Linked DNA regions of Mus musculus: region 1 is linked to region 2. The links are chromatin contacts, called in public Hi-C maps. All regions are on one chromosome and are shown on one strand. Each heading gives the region's core, a stretch centred on a gene start, on an enhancer-like site or on the middle of the called end of the contact. The rest is flanking DNA. Distances are from core to core; before and after follow the strand shown. Region 1 overlaps Frmd4a (FERM domain containing 4A). Region 2 overlaps Fam107b (family with sequence similarity 107, member B).

Region 1 (4,944 bases), core at 502-3,001, 500 kb after region 2:
TGGAGCCTCTCCGCCAGTCACTATTCAGAGGGTTTTTCCTCCCCAGTCATCCTTAGGTCTCTGCTATAAATACTCTCCCTGCTGCCAGCAACACGTTACTATTTTATACTTACTGTGTGTGCCACACAGTCACAGTGCCACCCACTCCAGAGACATTTCTGCTCTTCTCTTCCTCCCTGAGAATGTCACCTTCGCTCTCCCAGGGAATAACTGGACTTACTCACGTGGAAGAGTACAAGTCTCACAAAGCAATGTATGCCCAGGGGCTGAATTTATGGACTTAGAAAGATAGCACAAAACACGTTCTAGAAAATACCTGTGTATCTGACCTATGAGCCCTGGCTCTCTGCCATAGGCTGGTCCCATCCAGTCAGTGCACACTATGGCCAATGGCTCCCCTCAAGCGGCAAAGGAGAGATTTTCCCACAAGGGAAAACATTCCAGTAAAACTATACCTTCTTGGTTTTAATGGTTAAAAAGGGTGAATTTTTTTCCACCCTCAATAAATAAAGTGTTTTGAGGCCAAGACTCTCGGGAGATAATCATTATAAAAGCTGCCACAGAAACTAGCATGTTTGAAAACACAGAATGAAGCTGGCCTGATTCCCAGCACTCTGGGGAAGAAGATGGGGGGAGAAGGCCTTTGTTCTCCTACAGCAGGTGACAGCACACCGCTGGACTCGCCAGTCCTGTGTGGGAAATGGTGCTGATAAGCCGCCTCATGTTGTGCATGCATGGGGCTAGCTGCCCAGACCAATGAAGAACAGTTGGACAATGGATGGGAAGCTGGCCAGCAGCAATCACATTAGATACCCTTCCCTCCCCCGTGGAAATACCCTTTGAGAGCCAGCAGCAGATCCTGTGGGAAGAAGATGACACTGGGAGCCAACTGTGACAGGAAGATCAGCTGTGAGAGGAAAGAGATTTCAAGTTCTAGGGGCACTCCAAGAAAGTGGCTTTGAAGAGGTGGTGACAAGACTATAGGGGTTAAGGGGATGAGTCCCCACCACCTTCTTTCTCAACTAGGATTTCCTTACAGGTCTGTGATAGAGAAGACCTCTAATCCACCTTGCCTTTGATACCAATGTATCAATGACGGGGGCCCCGCCCTCCGCCGCCTCTGCGCCGTGTATTATCTTCCTAAGTGAACCATGAGGGCTGAGATAGCGGTGTTTGCTATAAGAAGCCTCCCTTCCCCCTGTGTTATTTTCATGGAACCTCCTAACAGCAGACCTGAACTGAAGGTTAGCGTAGCAGTGCTCAGAGGCAAGACATCATGAAGGAGGATGTAAAAAGAAGTTGTGTAAGGTGTGGGGTCAGATGAAGCCCTGGGGAGCTACTGAGAGTAGTTCCAGAATTAAATAGAAACCCAGGATTCCACAATCCCAACAGGAAAGAAACAGTCAGCATGTTGAGACAGAAGCAAGCCCCCCCCCCCACACACACACACATACACATACACACACCTACAGTGGTCTTCATGAGCCAAACAGCTGAGCCCAAAGACAGATCCTAGAAGACACATGAGCACAGCGCAAAGAGAATCTGGGGGATGGGCAGGCTGAAAGAGGTGAGCAAGGTCGGGCACACTTCAGAGTGACTGTCTCATTCATTGGGATCCCTCCTCTGCTCAGTGACATTGTCAGGCAGATGACACAAAGCCAGGCAGAATGGGTAATCTGCTGGTGACAGAATGAACCTCTAGAGGGAACTGCTGCAGGCTGGAAGGGCAGAGTGAGCAGGAGAGAGGAGAGATGTATGCATTTTCAGCTGCTAGGAAACAGCACCAAGGACTTCACTGACAATAAGCCCTGTGGTGTCCACACACAGCTGAAACCATTAAAAAGACCAATGCTCTCTAGCTCTGAGCACGAAGCTATCAGCTTACGATCAGGACAGGAAGAAGATCTTATCATAAGCATCTTGTAGAGAGTCACATGGCTGAGCTGGGGAGATGGCTCAGTTAGTGAAGTGCTTGCCATGGAAGCTCCAGGAGCCGAGTTCAATTTCCAGTTCCCATGGAAAGGGCTGGGAGTGATAGCATTTGTCTGTAATCCCAGCTCAGAGGAGACAGAGATAAGAGGGTCGCAGGGGCTTGATGGAAGCCAGTCTAGCCATTCAGGGAGCTCCAGATTCAGTGAGAAAGCCCGATGCCCAGGAGTAAGATAGAGACCCATAAAGGAAGAACTCAGTGATGGCCTCAGATCCTGCATGCACATTTCTACACACGTATATGCATCAACCCAGATGTGTGTGTGCAGAGGAACATGTGCATCTATCCAGATGTGTGTGTGCACATCAACATGTACACACACAAAGAAGTAAGACAGGTCACTCTGCTCTTGTCACTGTGCTAAGGACTATTGTGTTTAGAGAAGAAAATTTGAATTTTATTGGAATGGAGCTGAAAGTATTTGTCCAGAAAAAAAAAAAAAAAGACAAGAAAGATGTTGATAACTTTCTTCAGATATGCAAAGAAATCTCATATGATAAAAGGAGTGAGGCTGGGGAGGGAAGATCTGCAGAGAGGAAACTGCATTCAAGTTCTTGACCTTCCCCATCATTAAAATGTTCCAAAACCCACTATTTTCCCAGAAGCCGAGCAGGATGCTGCCTTCCTTACCACCCAGGTGCTAATGCAAGAGCCAGCAACTGTAAAGGGGGCTCGAGCATCCATCAGAGTGCCATATCTTCCTCTCTCTGCCAAGGGGTGTGGTGTGCATCACAAGGCAACCCAGAATGGATAAATAGATGATAGGTAGTCAGACAGGAAGTTCAGGCAGAGGACATCTTGATCTGTTTCCTCGTGCTGTAGTAGACTACCTGAGGCTGAGTTATTTACAAAACGAGCTTCATTATATTTGACCCATGGTGGAAATCAGAAAGGAATTAAAGACATAATAAAGTGAAGTTACAGCAAGAAGGGCATGGGTAGGGGAGCTTATATTTGTAACGACCCATTCTAGTGATAACAGACTCCATCCCCAAGAGAAAGGAAGCAAGCCACTCAAAATGCTCCAGCTGTGTAAGTCTGCCCTTAGGTCTGCCTCTCAGCCTGCCGGACCAGCAGAGGTCAGGGTAAGTTTCAGAAGAGACAAACTATACTAAGACCAAAGCTGGAGAGATACGTAAACAAATGACAGATATATGGATGGATGCAGGACACAGGATCTAATAGAAATAAATAAACAGAACCCAGCCAGGTGGCTCAGGGGCTAGAGGCACTTGTGAGCAGGCCTGAAACCTGGTCCCTATATTCATATTCACTCCCTCTCGCTCTGACACTCACACCCATACAAACACACACACAGATAAATAAATGCATATTTTCTTAAAAGTCTATCATGACTAGCCTAGGAAGACAAGTGACTTAGGACTTAGCTATATTGCATTGGGTCCAGGGCTAACCAAGGCACACTTTCTACTCGCAGAACGGGCAGGCCTGAGTCCTGAACAGAGATGTATACACTTACATAATGTGACTTCCAAACACCCAGCTGTGATTGGTTTGTTCAGTCTTTGATTTCCCTTTTCAATCACCTCAGCAAATCTCTCCACGGGGACTAAATTACTTTCCCCTTTCATAGATAAGGTCATTAGAGTACGGGAAAGTCAGAGGAATTTGCATCCCAGACGGTCAGCCTCCATAGCTGCTATTGTCCTCCCAGATACCAAGGGGACTTTATAAATATAAAGGGATCCTGTTTGCCCCCTTGTAAATAGCAAATAACCCCCACCTCCCCTTTGAGGTACAACAGAAGCTATGGTAACAGTCTCCTTCAAAGATAACTCTTAGTCTCTGTTTCCTCCTCCATTTTAGTGATGTAGCCTAGGTAGTACTGTCGTTTAGATTAGCTATTAGTTGCAAGTGACTTTGAAATCTATGTGGTATATAGACAAATCAAATATGGCCATATCTGGGTGAAAGGGCTTTATGCTTTGATGCCTGTTTCTCATGGAGGTAAACTGAGGTCAGTGAGCCATGGCAGCTGTTTGTGCTAACAGACTTGTCCATTCTGGATTCTACCAAGAACCAGTTTACTGAACACATCAGTCCACGTGGAATTGCTATCAATGAAAAGAAAACTGAAGAAGCCCAAATAGTAACAATAGCAGACTGTAGTTGTGCAAACGGATGCGATGGTCTGCTGTCTCGTTCTATCCTTACTTCAACATCTGACCCCAATTCGAGTAAGACATGTTGTACATCTCAGAGTATCTCTCACCCCAAACTACATGCCTACTCCAAACCAACCGCTTCCGATTTGCCTTCAATTTTCCCAGCATTAACACCAAAATTCCCAAGCCCAGAGGAGCCCCCTCAGTCTCAGGCAAACAAGAATGGTTTATTCCCAGCATTCACACACCATAAGCATCTGGAGTCATAGTCACATTGTTCTGAAGCTGGCAGAAGCAGAAACCTCCACACTCCAACTAAGATATCAAGAAGCTGAGCTTAAAGTGGCGGAGTCCTTTACCTCCCGGCGGCAAACTGGCAGAGGCAAGCCTGTGTTCTTCCACACTCAGACAAGTCAGCAATGACAGCTTTTGTTTTATTTTTAGAGATGGGGAGGGGGTCTTGCTATGTAGCCCAGGCTAGCCTTAAACTCTCTATTCTCCTGCCTCAGCCTCTCAAGTGTTGGGATCACAGGAGTGGACCACCAATTCAGGTAATAGGTGTTTGTCTCCGTTGGTGCTCGCTTGTGGTTTTAAGGAAGCATACACATCTATATAAGCTCTCAAGGGGGATCCATGAGTAAAGGAATTTGCAGATAAGCTTTCTTTGCCATGTTAAGACAACTAAATAACTTTTCTCAAGAAAAGGGGGGGGGGGAGACAAGAAAAAAAATCAATCCTTTAGATCATTGTTGAAAGCAGCCATGTTCCTATGAGCTGAATATGAAGAGAATTTATAATAAAATCCTCCCTAACTACAGATTCTCC
Region 2 (5,550 bases), core at 2,572-5,071:
CAGTGTGTTTTGAGAACTTGTTCTACAAGTTCTTGTGGTCTGTAAACTGGAACTTAGCACCGCTGCTCTCCTGGGTTCTTGCTCTTAGCACCCCAGCTCTTTAGAAAGGGCTAAGTTGTTGGTAGTGACATCTGCTTCATGTTGCATCATCCCAAGGCGATGTCTGCTGTCACTCACAGCAATGTGAACAATGGCCATTCGGTTTCTGTGTTGACAGCTTGATCCTTCATTGTGAATTTCCCCCATTGACCTTTCTCCTAACGTTGTTAGCGTCTATTGATGATGGTTGCTTGAGTTAAGTATTTCATTGGAGATTGTTTAATGAGCAAGTTAGCAAGTGTGGGATGAGACCTGCAATGGCCAGAGTGTCCAGCAAACCAATTGTTGGAGTGACTTAAGGACAGTGGGGACTTAATAGAGAAAAACAGAATGGCTAGACTTTCCCATTTACTGCATGCAATGTATTTCCTACCATCAAAGTTAATTGCTATTTATAAATCTTATTGTGTCAGGTAAGTTTTATAGTAATATTAACTTCTGTGTGTTTATGCTCTTATAGCATATAGCATAGGGTCTTACAGCATAGGATTACAAGGTACAGTACCATGTGGTGGTATAGTCCATTGCCCATTATTTTCTTCAGTAGTCAGTTGAGCTTTTTTGATGTTTATGAACATGTATAACCAGACTTTTTAGGAAAGGCAAGGCATTAATAAACTTACAAAGGAGTGGTGCTAGAGAGAAAGCTCAGTGGCTTACCTCCCTTCAAAGGATTAAGTTTAGTTCTCACAACCTATGTTGGGTGAGTCACAGCTCCAGAGGATCTAATTCCTTCTGGCTTCTATGGATACCAGCACACAAGGCACATATACACATAGAGCATGCCTGCACACACATGATATACATAAATAAAATTATTTTCAAAAGGGGAGAATGATGGGCTTGAGAGATGGCTCAGCTGGTGAAGTACATGCGAACCTGAATGTGAGACCCAGAACCCATACAAAATCCCAGAGTGCCCTGCATGTCTGGAATCCCAGTGCAGGGGAAACAGGAAAAGGAAGATAATGGGTGCTCACTGGCCAGCCAGTCTAGCTGATTTGATGAGCTCCAGGCTCACTCTAAATATAAGTAAGGTAGATGGTGATTATGAAAGACACCTGACATCAGCCTCTGGCCTTCTCATATACCTGAGTGCACACAGAACCATGTAGGCACTCACTCACACATATACATACATACATACATACATACATACATACATACATACAGAGAGAGAATGAATGAATGATAAAGATGACTTCTTCCAAAACATAGGAGAAATGGCAGTTTTCAGCTTGAGTCTTACGTGGTTTGGAAAGATGGACCACTGCCATGTTTCCAGAGTAGAGAGTACTCCTTTTAAAGGACAGTGTCACAGCAACTGAAATTGGCTCACTCTCCAAGCAAGCTACACGCTGCCACTACAGTCAGATCTGGGGATACCCTCAGCATTTGATGGGCATGGAAATATATTGGTTCCTCCTGTGTGGATGATCATTCTCTTGGTATACCATAGCGTGCTTCTGGAAACCACATTATGACAAGGATCATCATCACAACGGTTCTAAGAGTTGGGCATTCCTCCCACAGTGCCTTAAGTAAAGACCATGCTTTTGACTGTGCAGTTGGTGTCAAGTAAATCTTGGCTCTGACCATAAGGTATTGAAAAAAGATGAAACCTGGAATGATAGAAGATTTTGACATTGTAAAGTGATGCTAACAAAAGCCACAGAAAGCAGGAGGCCATCTGATTTAATCCATTTTTGAGGGGGTTGGGCAATGGTGGGCAATCTAATGCTTAGATGTTTAGGGAGCCTTCCCGAGACTGCACAACTAGTGGTGGTTGCTTGGAGTCTAAACTCACAGTAGAAAAACACCCTAATACCTAATGTTTATGTGAATACTAAATGATATAGGACTATAACTAACGTGTCTTCACTAAAGCAGAAACATTCCATAATCACCAGCTCACAAATACTTGATCATACTAACAACAGTGGTCCTGCCTCTCTTCCTCTCTTACTATTTTAATGTCTTTTTTTTTTTGTTGTTTTTGTTGAAGGAATACAGTATTTTATTGCCCCAAAACATTCTTTCCAGGGCCTTCTGTGTACCCTGAAGAGCTGTATGAATTTTTTTTTTAATTGGTAATTTCTCCCAGCTTTTAAAAAGGCATTGCATGAGCTTTGGGCTGCTAGCTGCTTCAAGTTTCCTAGAAAATGTCTAGGTATATTTGGACGGATAGTATGTTTTAATAAGTATCTTGAGCCAACTCACATGCAAAAGAAAAAAAAAGAAACAAATCGTTCCTTTGATCATTTCTATTTCATAAAATCACTACATAGTCTTTAAATACTTGAACAGTCACCAGGAAATTGACTTGGGAGCCACCAGGGAATTGCTCATCCCTTTCTTTTCCCTACACTGGGCAGTTCTAGACCTGAGGCTTTCTGAAGGTACCTCTGGGGAAGTGTGTGGATGGTAGGTGGGGAGGAATTCAGGCCCTAAGTCACCCACTCTGGTGAGAGGGAGGGAGAGAAAAGGTGTCTGGTGCCGACTTCCTGAGGTTAGCCTTAGTTCCTTGAGGCAGCGAAGGCTGCAGTCACCCCTTCCCTGTGCAGCACAGGAAGCTCAGAGAGCTTGCCCCAGAGCTGTTCATTAGACTAGTTAACCGTGTTACCAGAGCGCTCCAGGATCAGATGGAGAACAGCATCCACTCGGATACGGTTTGTTCTCTGATCCATGATTCATACAGTTTGTGGTAAAATAGAAACACGCTTGGCTTTGCAGCAGCACTCCTTAGATGTGCCCAGAGAACGCTTGTTTGCTTTCAGTGCCCCTAAATTACAATTCTTTGTGCACTTCCTGTTTCACAGTTAATGGCTGAGATCTGTGACTCTAGCAACACTGTTGTTTTTCACTCCAGTCCGTTTCTGCTAGAAACTACGCAGCCTGTGTACTGTCTGGAACATGTTGCACGCATGTGCTTTGAGAAGAACAGCATGCATAGCTGACTAATTTCAAAAACAGCCTATTTATAGTCCTTCAGAGTAATTGTCAGACACTTGGTCTGTGCGCTTTTGCTCACGTCATGTGGATCAACATGGCTTTTTAAATGGAGATAAATTGTTTTTTATGTGTGGGTGATTCATTTGATACTTCTCTATAAATTCATACCCCAACTGTGTCTCTGAAGTGTGTCACTGCAGTAATAGCCCAGGGAGGAGTTTTCAACAATTAGCATTGGATTCAATATGAGATGGTGCTTTAGAGAACTTACAACTCTGTGTGTGTGTGTGTGTGTGTGTGTGTGTGTGTGTGTGTGTATGTGTGTGTGTGTGTAGAAAAGGGAGGGAGGGAGAGAGGGCTGGAGGGAGACTATAGTGTCTGTATATGGGTGTGGAGACCAGAGGAGGATTCTGAAACTCCCTAATGTATTCGTATGCCCTTGACATAGTCTCTTACTGAGCCTGAGCTAGCCTGATAGTGAGTGAGCCCCAGCAACACACTTGCCTCTCCTTCCACTGAACCCCAGAGTGCCTGGGATACAGGGATATGCATGGCCACCTGGCTGGATACAGGGATATGCATGGCCACCTGGCTGGATACAGGGATATGCATGGCCACCTGGCTTCTCAGTGTCCTCATGCTTCATCTCTCCCTAGCTCTTACTTTATAAAACGTGCTGAAGCTGTGGAGTCACACAGGACCTAAAGGACTCTCGTCCTTGACCTCTAACTTACAACAGCATTGTTGGCTGTCACACATGGTCTTGCCTTATCATACCTAGCCCATGTGCTTGCCACCACAGAGAATACAAACAGGAACAGGAAACGGAAGTCACTAGTTACTGAGCTGGTGATGGTTTTATTGCGAGGAAGAAATGATGAAGTTTGAAATTCTGTGTGGAAGAATCAGGTTCCTGTTTATCTTGTAGAAAGTCTAAAACATATTAGGTATTAGAAATAGTTTCTCATATTATATACAAAAGCCTCGGCATTTGTTTACACGGTTGAGAACTTTCTTTGCTGTTTCTCCATTTTGACTTTTAGGGCCGAGAGACACCCTGTGGTTGAATATATTTGTGAGGTTTTTGTAAATAAATATAAGAGAAATGTGTTTTTGTAGATAAACATGAGAATAAAACATGAGTTGTTCTCATGGTGGGTGACTGAGACATCTCAAACATCACCGTAGCCCTAGTCTTGCAGGCTTGTGACATCACTTATTGGTTCTAACAGCGCACAAGAGAGAGTAAGAACTTGATGTTGCCTAGAACTGGGTGTTATGTGAGATGCCCTTTTCCCTCATGAACTCAGGAGTTCTCATCTTTGCTTTCTGCCCCTCAATGAGCTGGCAGGTAAAGTGTAGGCACCATGTCTATGTGTAGGTGCCAGTAGCACCCTCCTTGTGTATTTCCCCAGGATGGTGTCATGATGTGACTTCGTACATGACTGTTGACGTGGCTGTCCAATGGCATGAGACTTTTGATCTCATTGGTACTCAAGAGAATTTGTCTCAGATTTGGGCTCTTGTGCTTTAAGCAGTGGTAGAATAGAGATAAGAGGGGCAGAGGGCTCAGGCTGGAGCTTTGGGATCATCTTTGCTAGGGTTTCTGTTGCTGTGATGAAGCACATGACCAAAAACCAACTGAGGAGGAAAGGGTTTGTTGGGCCTATCCTTCCAGCTTGCTGTTCATCATCAAATGAAGCCAGGACAGGAACCTGGAGGCAGGAGCTAATGCAGAGGCCATGGACTGATGCTGCCTACTGCCTTGCTCCCATGGCCTGCTCAGCTTTTCTCCTCCCCCAATAACCCAGGACCACCCACAGGGAGCTGAGCCTTCAACCATGAATCAAGAAAATGTCCTGCCAGGCAGTGGTGGCATATGCCTTTAATCCCAGCACTTGGGAGGCAGAGGCAGGCGGAATTCTGAGTTCAAGGCCAGCCTGGTCTACAGAGTGAGTTCCCTAACAGCCAGGGCTACACAGAAAAACCCTGCCATGAAAAACCAAAAAAAAAAAAAAAAAAAAAAAAAGAAAGAAAGAAAGAAAGAAAGAAAGAAAAAGAAAAAAGAAACTGGCCCACAGCAGGCTGGCCCACAGCCTGATCTCATGTTCTTAGTTGAGGTTCTCTCCTCTTAGATGATGTTAGCTTGTGTGACATAAATCTCTCCAGCATAAAAGCTAATTGAAGAATGGAGGGGACACCTCTCGGCATAAAAGTGTGGGTGGCTGTTAGTTTGGGCTGCTAGATGTTGAGTGTCTTAAGTGACCATCATTCCCTTCTTATTTAGAGGCAGAGAATGCCAGGATGAAGGCACTGTCAGGGTCAGAGTTAGGAAGGGCCTGCATTCAGGTTTATGGATACTTCTTGCTATATCCTGACATGGCAGAGAGGAAAAGTAAAACACTTTTCTTCATCCCTTCTCCAAGGGTGTGAATTCATCACAAGGGCTCGACTCTGCATTTCCTTCACAATGTCCCACTTCCAAATACTATGGCATTT

What was found. A called contact is a pair of places that touch in the nucleus more often than the background predicts.
Region 1: a Hi-C map of cortical neurons shows a contact between it and region 2, with 2.2 times the contacts expected there. The contact joins two enhancer-like sites. A contact is called at or near these places in 2 of 484 Hi-C or Micro-C datasets (both in cortical neurons) and 1 of 115 datasets of contacts at active chromatin or transcription factors (pancreatic cancer cells).

What each region holds. Positions count from the first base shown.
Region 1 is chr2:4,227,025-4,231,968 of GRCm38.p6, forward strand. All of the region lies in intron 1 of Frmd4a (FERM domain containing 4A), which reads left to right. Among named protein-coding and RNA genes, the nearest start is that of Gm39752, 18 kb to the right of the region's middle. Within about 2 kb of position 1,752, at least 28 of the 459 cell types and tissues checked have an H3K27ac peak or open chromatin away from gene starts, as enhancers often do. A contact at or near this core is called in cortical neurons, where this site is marked.
Region 2 is chr2:3,723,945-3,729,494 of GRCm38.p6, forward strand. The region is part of intron 1 of Fam107b (family with sequence similarity 107, member B); the gene reads left to right. Among named protein-coding and RNA genes, the nearest start is that of Fam107b, 13 kb to the left of the region's middle. Within about 2 kb of position 3,822, at least 209 of the 459 cell types and tissues checked have an H3K27ac peak or open chromatin away from gene starts, as enhancers often do. A contact at or near this core is called in cortical neurons, where this site is marked.